Linked DNA regions of Mus musculus: region 1 is linked to region 2. Evidence: chromatin contacts called from public promoter capture Hi-C data. All regions are on one chromosome and are shown on one strand. Each heading gives the region's core, a stretch centred on a gene start, on an enhancer-like site or on the middle of the called end of the contact. The rest is flanking DNA. Distances are from core to core; before and after follow the strand shown. Region 1 holds the start of Tmem190 (transmembrane protein 190). Region 2 holds the start of Ptprh (protein tyrosine phosphatase, receptor type, H).

The links. Promoter capture Hi-C pulls out the DNA fragments that hold promoters and counts their contacts.
Region 1: a promoter capture Hi-C map of macrophages shows a contact between it and region 2, with 8 read pairs. The contact joins the promoter of Tmem190 here to the promoter of Ptprh in region 2. A contact is called at or near these places in 16 of 39 promoter capture datasets (the 3T3-L1 cell line, 3T3-L1-derived adipocytes, the C10 cell line and 12 more), 3 of 484 Hi-C or Micro-C datasets (CD4 T cells, CD8 T cells and bone marrow-derived macrophages), 15 of 115 datasets of contacts at active chromatin or transcription factors (the 230-238 cell line, the SCID.adh cell line, bone marrow-derived macrophages and 10 more) and 4 of 9 other capture datasets (adipose tissue, liver, macrophages and 1 more).

Annotation. Positions count from the first base shown.
Region 1 is chr7:4,781,307-4,784,940 of GRCm38.p6, reverse strand. Tmem190 (transmembrane protein 190) reads right to left here and starts at 2,001. Exons shown (of 5, transcript NM_030028.1): 1 at 1,901-2,001; 2 at 1,749-1,784; 3 at 1,098-1,223; 4 at 923-1,007; 5 at 600-837. The coding sequence starts at 1,958. The coding sequence ends at 642. Tmem238 (transmembrane protein 238) reads left to right here. Exons shown (of 2, transcript NM_029384.1): 2 at 1-156. It also overlaps a transcript of Il11 not described here.
Region 2 is chr7:4,602,406-4,606,368 of GRCm38.p6, reverse strand. It overlaps Ptprh (protein tyrosine phosphatase, receptor type, H), which reads left to right and starts at 2,328. Exons shown (of 20, transcript NM_207270.2): 1 at 2,328-2,582; 2 at 3,156-3,321. The coding sequence starts at 3,271.

The sequences.
Region 1 (3,634 bases), core at 752-3,251, 180 kb before region 2:
TATTTACTGCGGGTTGGTCCTGATATAGAAGATGGCATTGATGCAGGATGCCTGCAAGACGAGGAGGAGAGAGAGAGAGCTAACTGAACTGAATGTGGGCAGACTGAATCTGAGTGTAGACCACACACTTTCAAGAAAAGGTTTGGCAGTGGAGACTCTGGGAGCTCAAGCCCTTGGTGGATGTTTTGCACTTCTGTAGCCACTCAGGCATTGTGCTGAGGGGCAAGAGAACTTTGAGAGCTCGAGATTAGTCGGTCCACGGTGCTTCCTAAAGCAGCATGGCTTAGGACACGTTCCCATGGCTATGTGTGTCCCTAATACTCCAAATCCCCCTATTGGCAGCTCACTCCATTGTAGCCCCCTATACAAGCTCCCACACCAGAACCACCACCTCCAGTTCCTTCCTTGGTTTAGATCCACACTACTTATTCCCAGAACTCACTCCTAACAAACTCCTCTACACTAAGCTCACAGTCCCTAATCATACCCAGTGCCCACATCCAGTCCTCACCCCTTAATCTCCCTCAAAGTACACATGCACACTGTGCAAGGCTCCCATAGCGCTACCTGCTCCCCACGGATCTCAAAAAAGACACACATTTATATGCTATATCTGTATTAAGGGATCCTCCAGGGTTGCCCTATTCTTCACCTCCTGTGTCCTCCCCGGAAACTGCAGCTGCAGTTTCTACTTCGCCTCCTGGGGATTGGAGAACGGTAGTTGACTTGTTGGCCGATCGTCGGTCCTTAGACAGTGAGGAGACTGTCTTTGACAGTTTACTACATTTCCGATGTAGAAACCTTGGTAGGTGCAGCATGTCTTGGCGCCTGGCCCACCTGGTGGGGAGAGCATATGTTCAGCCTGAACCACCCACACCTTCTGTGGAGAACCATGCCTCCTGGCCTCCCCAGCCACACTCACCAGAAGAGACAGATACTGGTGATCAGGAAGAGTAGGCTGCCACAGGTCCAGCCCAGTGCCCACATATGCTTCCTCCGCATATTTTCTAGAAAAGGGGAGGAGGAAGCTCCAGGGATCCACCCTCTGGAGGAACCCTCACCCTCTGAAACATCCAGGCTGCAGTCAGGTCACTCACCATCTGGCCGCTGATGATAGCACACACCGTCCCGGTAGCAGCACCGCAGGCGTAGGCAGAGGTTGGGGTTCTCAATTGCTGCCTGACCCCCACAGCTCTCTCGGTCCCACACATCTCCCTCACAACCTAAGGGCCACCACAGTAGGTGCTAAGTAACAAAAGAACTGTCCCTGGAAGCTACAGGCACAAGAGTGCCAAGGCCAGGCTGTGGGGCTGCGGTACTGTGCATTTGGCAGTATTTAGAGGACCCAAGAGTCCAGACCCAGCCCTCCTCCCTCAGACTTAGGGGGTTCAGCTTCCAGCCCTCCTCCCACAAACCTAGACATTCCAACCCCAGCCCTCTTCCTTCAGAGAGTCGATTACACAAACCTTCTCCCTCAAGCTCAGGAGTCAAAGTTGCAGGCATCTCTCCAGACCCCAGACCCAAGGACCAAGGTCCAGCTCTTCTCCCTCAGACCGAGTCCAGGCTTCAGCCCTCCTTGAGTCCCAGAGGTTGAGTTCCTAGCCCTCCTTCCTCAGACCCAAGGGTCTACCCTCCAGCTCTTTTCCTTTGGACCCGGGGGTCAATCCCCCAGCCTCTCTCACACATCCTACAATCTTAATTTGGGATCCCCCCACCCCCAGGGCCCCAGGATTTTGGCTCTTACTTACTCCATGGGTAGAAAAATCCCTGGATTCCATTCGCATCTGTGGGAAAGAAAGGGTGATGTTGGGAGATTGTGTGGCAGCCAACGTGGTGGTCCTGTCCACAGCCCCCAGTGGCCCTGTCCATGGCCCCCTGATGTCCTCCTCAGTACCCTCACCTACTGAGCCCTGCATCAGCAGGAGAAGGCCCAAAGCTGAGATCCCAGACCCCACCATGTTACCTCCCCAGACCTCTGGGGCCTCTGCAAAGAAACCTAGCAACAGCTGGGCTCCGCCCCAAAAGCTTCAGCCCCAAAATTCTTAGTTCTGTTGCTAAGGGATCCCCTCAGCAAGGGGTTCACAAGAAGGGGTGACCTGGTCCCATCAATTCTATCTAGGAAGTAGCTCCTTACTTAGGAGAAGAGGTGGGTGGGCATTGGGAGATTTCAAATTTAGTGCCTTCTCAGCAAGGGAAGAGGACAAGAGAAAGCAGGACAACGCACAGGGCTGGAGAGGTCTCTCCATGTTCATCCGGGACCTGACAGGATAAGGATATGGGACTGGGGAAATCTTTGAGTTGCAGACTCCATTTCTTTCCTAACCCAATGTCCAAAGAGGCAGCCTCAAGAGACCCAAGTTCAGAAATCCTCATTGCTAGGGTATTTTTCCTTTTAGCAACCAGGAAAAAAGGGGGAAAAAAGGACCCTAGAATAGTGGGGTCTCACTGAGCCCCATTGTTAGAGAAGGGTTTCCTCAGCAACCAGATGAGAGGAGGAAGGGACAGTGAGGGCTGGTGCGTTGGCCTTGGGTTTCACATCACAGGCTTCAGCAGGCATCTGCTTTAGGGAACACAGACCAGGGGTGGGACTGACTGCGTGGCCCTGCTGAGACTGAGGTGTGGTCCCTGTTAGAGGCTGTGATGGTGACTCCTGCCAAAAGTTTCAGGTCCCCAAAGAGACTCAGCTTCCCTTTTGTTAATGAGGGAACACAAGCTAGAGCAACTCGAGTTGTCTTGTGTTTGTTTTACCCAAGATTGCCCTCCTAGCTTCCAGCCAGCCAGATTGGAGCTATGTCACTCTGGTTCCTCATTCACCTGAGCGCAGTATTCCCCTGGCATAGTGAGAAGTGTTCCTTGGTTCCTGATGGAGGTCCTGGATTGGCCCTGGGCTCATGGGATGGCTGGGGCACCCATGGCTTGGGTCAGAGGGGGTGAAGATGTCTGGAGAAGGGAATCCTTGAGACTGAAAACTGTGAGCCTAGAGGCTGAGGGAGGCAGGTTTTGGGAACGTGAGTCTGAGCAGGAAGAGCTGGGTCCTGAACTGAGGCTTTTAGGGGAAGAAGACCCAAGACTCTGGGATCTGAAGAAGGAAGGCTCTCGTGGTCTGAGGGAGGCGTGTTGGGGTCTAGACCCTTGATTCTGAGGAAGCCCGGGCCTATTTCAGATCTGGGGGGTGGAGGGAGGGTCTGGGGCCTGGATTGTCCCTTCCGTGGGAGGGAGGGGTCTGAACTCAGACCCCTGTTTCCCAAGAAGCTTAGGAGGGTGACTCTCTTTCATCCCTAGGTCCTACTGTAAACATCCTAGAGGGTGCTGAGTGGGCCCTGGGCTGTCTCCGTCAGAGATGACACAGGTCCGAGGGGGCTCGGCAGGGGGCCTGGGGGTGGGGGTCAGAGGGGTTGCTGGGCTGAGACTGGGCAGCTGCTGACCATTTCCTGTGTCAACACCATCTGGACCCACTTCCCAATTCCCTGGATTCCTCAGGGATCAAGGAGGGGGTGGAGGTGGAGCTGCCTGGCCCTGGACCGCTGCGGATTGGGATTGGGGGGGGGGGGTGCGCCGTCAAGGCCCTCACCGCTAATGACAGGTTTGGGCTGCCTCTGTGGCTGACCTGCCTCGTCACCCCCCAGAGGCCAGA
Region 2 (3,963 bases), core at 1,079-3,578:
TCCTACACATCTTATATAAGATGTGCTTTGCCCCTGCATGGGCACAGGATTCTTTAGCCATTCAGAATCCAGACAACACCAGAGAAGGGGTGTGTGTGTGTGTGTGTGTGTACATCTTATATAAGATGTGCTTTGCCCCTGCATGGGCACAGGATTCTTTAGCCATTCAGAATCCAGACAACACCAGAGAAGGGGTGTGTGTGTGTGTGTGTGTGTGTGTGTGTGTGTGAGTGTGAGTGAGATGGGTGGGGGAGAGACTATATATATATATATACATATATATATATATATATATATATATAACCTGAGATGGGTGGGGAAGAGACAGGAAGATCCTGAAGTTCACTGTCCAGCTTGTTTAGCCTGTTGGTGAATTCCAGCCAGGTTCAGTGAGAAACCCTATCTCAATCTATAAGGTGGAGCCAAGTGTAGTGGCGCACGCCTTTGATCCCAGCATTCAGGAGGTAGAGGCAAGAAGATCTCTGAGTTCAATGCCAGCCTTGTCTGCAGAGCGAGTTCCAGTACAGGCAGGGCTACACAGAGAAACCTTGTCTTGAAGAGTAAAAGAAAGCAAGAAAAGTATACATGTCTGAGAGCAGTGCAGGAAGATAACTCGTGTGAAGCTCTGTCCTCTTCACATCGGTTCACAGGCGCGCCCATCATCATAGCCATTTATCACGTACCTAGGTAGTGAAAAAGCATTCTTTGAGGTAAGGTTCAGGCTCTCAAGAGGTGAGATTACAGCTGTAGGGCTTGGATGTACTGCAATAATTAATATTCCTTTTTTATTTTTTGAGACAGGTCCTCACCATATAGCCCAGGCTGGACTGGAACTGGCTATGTACACCAGGCTGGCCTCACCTCTTAATGGTGGAACAATCAGGAATGCCTTGTTGGGTTAGCTATGCAGATAACTGTATCCTCATATCCCAGGAGCTGTAGAAGAGAGGAGAGTTGGGATGGGGTAGGGTGGAAGTGCAGGTTAGGAAGTGACATCTGTCCTGGAGGCCAAAGTGCAACACTTGATTATGACCCCCTGAGCTTGATTCCTTCCTCCTCTGACTCAGGAACAATGTCCTGAGATGTTTTCAGCATGGGGCAATAAGTGGTAATTCCCTCCCCACCCTTCCCCCTTGTAACTCTCCTTGATTAAAGGGAGATTGTGAGAATGACGAAAAAGGGCAAACATTTATTGTGAACCAATATGTCATAATGGATGACACCATCCAAGATGGGCACCCGTGACTCTCACTTCCTACTTCTTACACTTTCAAGCTGTGCCTTCCAGTGCTGGAGAGGGAAAGGTATTAGTGGTAGGTGTGTGCCTTCTGGGACAGGGTTAGGAAAGACAGTGTCTACTCCTGTCACAGTGGCACCTGGAGGGAGTCAATTAGGCATTCATGATCTTTCAAGGCCATCCTGAGCTATCTGAGATGAAGTCTCAAGAAATACAACAGCCTGGTGTGGTTTGGCCTTCATTCTTAACACTCTAGGGGAAAAAAAATACTGAAGTAGAGGCAAGTGTAGATCTTTGTAAGTTCAAGGCCAGCCTAGTCTACGTAGTGAGTTTCAGGGCTAGACAGAGGTACAAAGTGAGACCCTGTCTCAAAAACTAAATGAAAATTATATCAGGGAATAAAATTCTGTTAGGTAGAATGCACAAGGCCCTGGGAAACAGTCAAATGGGAAGATTCCCCATCCAGACTCAAGTATATGAGGAGAGGTAACCAGCCATATGGCAGACATAGAATAGTATAAAAGGGTTAATTTAAGTTACAAACTAGTTAAGGAACAAGCCTAGCTAATAACGTAGGCATTCATTCATAAATAAATAATAAGCCTTCAAGTCATTATTCAGGAACTGGGGTGTGGGTGGAAAAGCCCTTGGTTACAGTTGCTTAGAATCCCAGATCCCTGGAGGCAGAGGCAGGAAGAGAGGAAGTTCAGTGAAGAGCATGGAGAGTTTGAGCCAGCCTAGGGTATAAGTCAGGGCCATACATCACCCAGGCTGGACTCTGACTCTTAGTCTTCCTCACTATTGGGATTACAGGTGTGATTACACACCTTGCTTTGATATGGAATTTATCAACCTTCTGCCTCAGCTCCTTAAATGCAGTGATAACAAGCATGAAACACCACACCCTGGTAAGGTTTTTCAGACAACCATTTCTCTCATTCTTCGAAGCTTGTTTACCGGTAGCTGTGACCATTTTTCATAGAGGAGAAATCTGAGTCACCATGGATTGAAGTCACCCTTTTTAAGGTCACAGAAACGCCCCGTGACAAGGGAGATATGCAAATGTAAATAGTCTACCAGGATAGACTACAACTCAGGGCTGCCTGGTGTGGACCCTGCCTGAGCTGAATCTCAGGGAAAGAACAGGAGAGAGGCCTTGCTAGAGGGCAGTGGGAGACTGCATCTGTGCTACAGAGAAAATATACAAAGGCCACGGGTTGAGGAACATGCAGGCGTCACCTGATGGAGCTGCAAAGGTCTACGGGAGACAGGAAAAGGAAACAGAATACAGAGCCCCCGTCAACTCAAGTGCTCCAGTAGGATATGAGGAGATACCGTTTTCAGGGTACCTGTGTGTGTGTGCGTATGCCTGTGCGTGTGTGTGTGTGTGTGTGCGTGTGTGTGTGTGTGTGTACATGTGTATGCATTTATGCATGCAAAATAAGTGTGCACGTACACTTGTGTCAAAGTGTATATGTGCTTATATGTGTGTTTAAGACAGGAGCTGATTCTAGCTTGTAATTTATAGTAATCCTGCCTCAGCTTCCCCTTAAGTATTACAGGTGTGAGTCACCACACCTGGCTATGGGTTGGCTATGATGTGTCCGCATTCCCTAAGACTGGACAGCCAGATGGACATTTGGCTCTATTTACATTTGGAAATCTGCATGGCACATTCACACACAATGGGAGCTGACCTCTGCCTACCTAGGGGATCTGAAGGTACCTAAGTGGAGATGAAGCTTCTGTGGTACAAAATGGAGTGTGCTGAGACTGAGGATTCCAGACTGGACAGAAGAAGATGTCCAGAATGTCTGTGTGGGGGGCCGAGAAGGAAAGGAAGGAGGCTAAGAGACAGGGCAGGGCCCAACTGGGTTCTCAGGCTTACAGCTCTTACTTCCTCCTCCGCCCATTGCAGCCTCAGCCTCTGGCCTCACCAATGGGCTGGCAAAAGGAAAATCTTAAGTCGAAAGTCCATCCAGTAGAGGTTGCAGAGCCGGGACTCCTGCATCCCCTGCGCAGTATCGGGACATATGGCCAGAGCTGGTGGGAACTGTGGGGTTTGGAGGAGCTTGGTGCTATTGGTAAGTTCTCTGCTCAGGGCTGAGCTGGGGTCCAAGGGAAGGAGGGAAGGAGAGAAAAGGCTAGAATCTACATTCCCAGAGATATGGGAGGAAGGTCTCTCAGCCAGAGACTTGAAGAAGCCAGGGAAGGCCATTACCTGGAGAAAAAAAGAACACTCTGCATTTCGAGGAATATAGACAAGCTTTCGTATACTGGTGTCTGGTATGAGAGTAAACATGGGACCAGGCTGCTCATATGCAAAGCCCAGCCCTCCTCCCGCAGACCCAGAGGCCCAAGCCCTAACTCTCTTCCCACAAACCCAAGGTGTCCAGCTCTGGCCCACCTCCTTCAGCCCATTTTCTTTGCCTCTTGTCTTCCCTCTTGGCCCATTGCTTCCTTCCCCCAATGCCTCTGGTTGTATTTTTCAGAAAGTGAAACTGCTCCTCTTATCTCTTGCCCTTATCAGGGAACCAACTTTGGCTCTGATTCCCTGGAATTCCACTTATGCCATGCATGACCGTCCTCCCAACTGAACAGAGCACCAGCGTTGGGGTGATCTTTATCATACCCCATCCCCATCCTCCTCTCCTTGGTCAAAGTTTAAGGAAAGGACAGAGATCAATCAAGAGAGTCTCAGTCAGTCCTGCTAGCTCCACCTCCCG